Linked DNA regions of Mus musculus: region 1 is linked to region 2. Evidence: chromatin contacts called from public HiChIP or PLAC-seq data. All regions are on one chromosome and are shown on one strand. The core of a region is the stretch at or near the end of the contact, and the rest is flanking DNA. Distances in the headings are between cores, read along the strand shown. Region 1 overlaps Tbl1xr1 (transducin (beta)-like 1X-linked receptor 1). Region 2 overlaps Gm31610 (a long non-coding RNA gene).

Region 1 (3,093 bases), core at 288-2,787, 670 kb after region 2:
TCTTTGACTTTGAATTATAAATAAATCTCAGCTGTTATGTAATAATCACCACATTTCCTATTTGGTGACTTGTGGTAATTCAATAGTAGTGTTGTATTAAATTCCCAAGATTTATTTGTGCTATAGGTTAAGTGGTTTCACAAACTAAAATTCAGAATGATTTTATCCTACTTTAATATTGTATGTTTGGGGTGCCTTTGCTCCCTGTCTTAGAATTTTTTTCAATTAAAAATTTATTTGACAATCTGTGTGACATCTGTTTCATTTTCTTCTTCTAACCCCCTCCCCCCTCACTCCCTCTGGAATAATCCTTCTCTCTAGCATATGAATGTACCACCTGGACCCCCTATTTTTCTTCTTTTTGAGATTGGGTCTCCCTGTTAGCTTAGGTTGCGGTAGATTCAGAGAGATCGGCCTGCCTCTGCCTCCTGAGTGCTGGGCATGAAGGCGTGTGTGCACCGATGCATTCACCATAGGCTTAATCATGGTTTATTTTGGTGAATGGGTGTAGGATTATTTGCTGGAGTTGAGGCAGCTTTCGAGTGGCTACACTTCTGAAGAGAAAGGACATCCCACCCCCAGCAGCCATTACCAGCCACTGGAGCCTTTTAACTGTATTCCTCCTATTTGGCTGTTGTGTGTTTGGGGATAAATAAATAGTAGAGTGAACGGCAGTCCTCCATACCCCACATTTATAATTGCTGAGGTTTATTACTTGTGCTACATCAACAATGATCTGAAGATATTAAATAGAAAATCACAGAAATAAACTAGTGACTTTTCAGCCGAGCACTGCTGGGAAGAGTGTGTAAACTTGTCTTGCCCTGGGCATGAAGCCTCCTTCCCCAGGGACTCGCTTTTCCTGTCCGCTTGTCACTCATCTATCAGGGTACCTGCATGCCAGTCCTTTCTAGTATAAGGAAGAGACTATTTCCCGGTTTCCTCTGAAACTTTCATGTGCAGGTGTTTGGTGAGAGGGCCTGGTCCTAGTGAGCACTGTTGATATAAACACTGGGGATTGGTGACCCCTTTGCCACCTTCTCTGGACCATACATGGAGCTTATATTGCTTTACTTCTTAAAATACACTTCACATGACTGGAACTGGCAGTTTTCCTGTGCAAGTTATTTTGTATTTTTCTCTGGAATTCATTGGTGACCATGTCATGTGATGATTTTTACTCTTTTGCTTCAAACATGTATTAGAGAGGAAAGCTATAGCTCCTTCTGCCACCCACAGCCCCTCTTACAGATGTTCTTTCTGATAAGTTCTGCCCTGATGTGCCCTGCTGCCTGATTAGTGTGGCCATTGACACATCAGTTTTATTCCTAAATATTTCACTATTAGAAGTTGCATACTCCTACATAATTGCAATATCATTCTTCTGCTTTAAACTGGCATTAACTTTTTCATGTGAGAAGGAATATAAGTACATATTGCATTCACATTTGAAACCACAAACCAGGTGCTGTCTTCACTGTTGTTAATGCAGCAGTGGTTGAGCGTTTAGAAGTCTGTCTAGACCTGCACCGCTGTCATTTCCTTTTCTCTGGGTATAGGTTAGGTCCTTTCTGGAAACAGCGTTCTAACAATACTTGTCTCGCCTGATTGTCCTCTTCTAGTTTCTATATATGGTGTCTGGAAGTCCATCCATGTTGAAGCCAAAGCACGATTTCCTCTATCTTATTTGCCTTGTCTGTTTTTTGAGACAGGGTCTCATTTAGCCTGGCTAGCCTGGTGCTTGATATGTAGACCAGGCAGGCCTGGAACGCACCAAGATCCATCCACCTGTCTTGTCTCCTCTTCAGTGATGGTAATAAAGATGTGCACCATAACGCCTATGCTGTTCCCTGCTTATTTTCAGAGGCTGAAGAACACACCATCTTATGCATGTTTTTCTTTGATTAGTGTCTTGCTTTGTGGGCATTTGGATTGCTTCTGTTTTGGTTAATTCATGGTAGAGTTATGTGAGATTTTGATTTCAGATTTTAAGAAGTTCTTTTTGGATTTCTGAGCAGGCTTTTTGTAGCAAGCAGGTGTTTTTGTTTATCTTTTCTGACAATTTCCATACTGTGATCCAAATGTTGGTTATCTCATAGGTATGAGATGTTGACATTTTTTAATAGCTTTTAAGTTTCTTGAAAATTCTTATGTTTTTTTATAGAATGGCAACAAGATGACTAGTTACTGTGCACAGTTTACTTAATTATCCCTCTCTAACTGTCTGTAGAGTTTCCCCTACTCAACTTTGTTAATTGTATCTTTTTAGGGAAACGCTCATCTTTTCCTTGTATTTTCTGTAAATCAACAGTTAGGTCCAAGGGTTTGATCTAATCTTGGTCTCACCCCTCATTATGTAGATAGAAGCCTAGAAAGGCTTTACCAGTCCTTCACTACTAGTAGTACTTCACTAGTACATCCCTGAAGAAGCATCTAACAGTTGAGAATGCTCATTGCTGATCATGGCCTAGATGCCAAATTCATTATTCTATGAGTGTGCACAAACATTAATGTTTCTATAAAGAAAGCCTCTTGTGTCCTGACTTATACAGGAGAGGCATGCATGTTTTGTTTTGCTTTGTTTTTTCTTTCTTTACTGGTTTTTAAATACTGACTTGTTCCCCAGGTTTCTAGAAGGTAGGATTTGTTTCAGTGCTACTGCTTTGTGGTTTTATTATTACTGATGTCAATCAGATTTTCATGGCTAAGGGAGCCTTTTCAAGCTGATGTTGCAGTCTTTGAAATGATGTGAATAGACATTCATATTCTGTCTTTGTTTTTTTTTTGTTTTTTGGTTCTTTTTTGAGACAGGGTTTTCTCTGTGTAGCCCTGGCTGTCCTGGAACTCACTCTGTAGACCAGGCTGGCCTCGAACTCAGAAACCCGCCTGCCTCTGCCTCCCAAGTGCTTAGTTTAAAGCCACCACTGTGGCGCACACCTTTAATCCCAGGAGGCAGAGGCAGGCGGGTTTCTGAGTTCAAGGCCAGCCTGGTCTATAAAGTGAGTTCCAGGACAGTCAGGACTACACAGAAAAATCCTGTCTCAAAAAAACAAAACAAAACAAAACAAACAAACAAAAAACCCCCCAGTTTTA
Region 2 (3,099 bases), core at 271-2,770:
GGAATGGGAGGAGACATAAGTGAAAGAATGAACTGCAGGCTGAACCAGCTCTGTGTCCTAGAATTTAAAACATGGGGGTGTAGGTTAAGAGGAGAGTAAGAAAATACACCAGAATGAGAACTTCAAGAGAATGTATCACTATCTCAAAATGTAGACTCTCTGGAGCAGAATTTCACTATGGTGGAAGAAAACATTGGGAAAAAGGATAAGCTAATCACTCAGCTGCAGAATCCATAAACTGAAAGACCTGGAAGAAACGAAAGTCAGGCTGAAGCCCTGTTTTGGGCAAGGAACAGCCATTAGTGATGATAGAAAACAACCAAGAAAACCACTCACTGTACTGATGATCCTGGATCCTCTTTGCCCACCCAGTGGTGAGGCACCAAGCACCTCAGAACAGGGTCTTGCTGATAATGAGAAAGGGTGGACAGATCTATGAGAACACTCTTTGTTGTTGTGGAGAGCAAATACACCCAACTGACCTGAACAAAGGCCACAGTTTCCTTTCACAAATACTAAATCATGTTCCTGTGATAACTATTTTTCTCTTTAAAACTCTCAGGAATGAAGGTGATCCTGTGAACTTGCTGATCCACTGCCATCCTCAGCTCAGCCCTTTTATCTTTGAGTCTCCATCGTATCCACAGAGGAACGGTGGCACAGTTAATTAGATGAGAAGTTAATTAGAATCTAGGTCTTCCACTATTTCTCCCTTCCTTCGGCAGTTCCTCCAATTCCTGAAAGTTCTGCTTAAAGGGAAGGTTTACCCCCTGGAGGCTTACTGCGGCAACACATGCCTAGCTGCCTGCACCTACCCTTCAAGGGGGATGGGGGTCATTAAAGGTAGCTGAACATTGAAAATAAAAATGTTTACATTCGGACTTTATCCCATGTACCTCATTGGGCAAGTACCACGTGACTTCATCTACCAGAGTTTGTAGATTGGGAATTACTGGGGCTTAAGGACAGATGTTAGTTGTGTCTTGTCCACTCATCTCTCAGTGGTACAGTCTATCACTTCAGGTGAAAAGGAAAAGAATAGAGGGTGAGTTAGACAATGAGTGCTGAACAAGGCCCTTCAGAGAAGAGTATGATTTGTCACACCCTTGAGACTAAAGCCATGCCAGGGGTAAATGGATGGGAGGCAGGATTGCTATATTTTAGGAACACTCAGGGTAATGTTTCCAGTAGGGCTCTGATTATGTATGTCTTGTACAATACAATGAAATGAAGATAATTTCTGAAATCTTCATTTTTCCAGTTGGAGTTCTTGGAACTGCAGATCCGTCATCTGTAGAAGGAATCTAACACACATCTCTTCTGATATTTGTAAGGACAGAAAAGACCACTGTTAAAAACCACACTCATGGTCCATGTCTATAGCTATGAGGACAAATAAAGTGAAAACGCAGAAGACTGTAAGGATGTTCCACAGTGCTCCACTTTTCAGGCCAGTGTCTGAAAGAGAGGACAGAAGTTGCCACCAAGCTCAGCTGCCAGATAGCCAGACTCATTTGCTGGCTCTTCTGGAAGTGAAACTTCAGTCTGGCACCTGACAAAATGAGTCAGTTTGCATGAAGAGGAACATCTATTATTGGTATCTTCAACACCATTAAAAGAGTGGGCCACCCAGCCAACTGGAGACCATTCAGCACTAACTGAGTTCTTGGAACAAGAACATGGCTTTTGCAAAATTTCAACCTGTTTAAAATAGATAGGCTCAGAGGTCGGCTGAAAACATGTCTTGAGTCTGTGCTTGTTTGTGTCTATTCTAAGGCAACTCAGGGACAATTGTCCCAAACAATTTTTTGAAATAAATAGCACTAAGTTCAGGCACTGTTTTTCTTTGGACAAGGATGGCATCCTTCAACAGTATTTCTATTTTCACAGGGCTTCCCAGTCTGCGGTGAGAGAAGGCTGGGATCATGGAACAATGCAGGACTTATCTAGGGTAATGAGGAGCTGGGCCGTGGCTCATGTGTGTAATGGCAACATTTGAGGGGCTGAAGGACTTAAGACCACCTTGAACTTAAGGCCAGCTTCTTAGGGAGTTCAAGGGCAACCTGGGCTACATAGTAAGTTTCAGGCCAACCTGAGCTATAGAGTTAAAACAAATCCAAAGCTTCCTTCAGTGAAGGAAGCAGAAATTGGAGAATGAAGAGGACTTCATCCACATTTCAGATCTGGAGGCTAATTTAGTCTGAAACGCCTCTTATCAAGTAAAACAATAAATGGTGAAACAAATACATAGTCCTTAAAGCCACTAAAAAGTTACAAGTGTCCTCCAAAGGAGGTTTTTATGGAGTTTTTTTAGGACTTGTTATCTCTGACCCCCAGGAGGTCCTACCACCTGCTGTCTCTACTGAAACAAGCTAGAGGAGAGCCAGTTACATAAAAGACAGGGTGGAGGCTGCAAGCACCAGAGGCATTGAGGGTTCATGAGATGCAAGATTCTCCAAGAGGATTCTTTTCTGTGCTAGGAGTTGTTTGTTCTCCACAGATCTCAGAAGGATTTGTAGGGCAGACTTCCCCCAGCTTCACCCACAAGTTTTATAAGTTGGAAGCTGAGGGATGTAGAGGTGAAAAGGGAGAAGGCCCTGAATATCATTCCCAGAAACTCAGCAACAGAAGAGGAGATGGGCTCCTCAAGGGTTGGCTTACAGTACATGCCAGAGTCCAAGTAAGAAAGGCTTACTCCTCCATGGTAAGACACGGCTCTCTTTATCAATTTACTTTCACATCTTGCTCTAATTTTAAGCTGTTTGCTAGGGCCTAGTTTCTTTTTTTGTCATAGTTTTTGGTTTTTTTTTTTTTGAGACAGGGTCTCACTGTGTAGCTCTAGTTTTCCTGGAACTCACTGTGTAGACCAGGCTGATTTCAAACTCAGAGATTTGCCTACCTCTGTCTCCCAAGTGCTAAGATGAAAGATATGCACCATCAGGCCCAAAGTAGATCTAGTTTCTTAAACTGTGAGTCACAACCCCATGTAGAGCCATGTAATTCAATGCAGAGGGATCACAAAGAATTTGAGATATGTGAAGGATCTGTAATCACACTACCAGAAGTTAGTTCAAAATCAACTGTGTTCAAACTTCCAGG

What was found. HiChIP or PLAC-seq counts read pairs in DNA pulled down with a chosen protein or histone mark.
Region 1: an H3K27ac HiChIP or PLAC-seq map of microglia shows a contact between it and region 2, with 6 times the contacts expected there. The contact joins two enhancer-like sites. A contact is called at or near these places in 2 of 484 Hi-C or Micro-C datasets (beige adipocytes and myocytes), 2 of 115 datasets of contacts at active chromatin or transcription factors (embryonic stem cells and microglia) and 1 of 9 other capture datasets (embryonic stem cells).

What each region holds. Positions count from the first base shown.
Region 1 is chr3:22,149,809-22,152,901 of GRCm38.p6, forward strand. The region is part of intron 2 of Tbl1xr1 (transducin (beta)-like 1X-linked receptor 1); the gene reads left to right. Among named protein-coding and RNA genes, the nearest start is that of Tbl1xr1, 75 kb to the left of the region's middle. Within about 2 kb of position 1,538, at least 45 of the 459 cell types and tissues checked have an H3K27ac peak or open chromatin away from gene starts, as enhancers often do. A contact at or near this core is called in microglia, where this site is marked.
Region 2 is chr3:21,482,676-21,485,774 of GRCm38.p6, forward strand. All of the region lies in intron 1 of Gm31610 (a long non-coding RNA gene), which reads right to left. Among named protein-coding and RNA genes, the nearest start is that of Gm31610, 5.4 kb to the right of the region's middle. Within about 2 kb of position 1,521, at least 10 of the 459 cell types and tissues checked have an H3K27ac peak or open chromatin away from gene starts, as enhancers often do. A contact at or near this core is called in microglia, where this site is marked.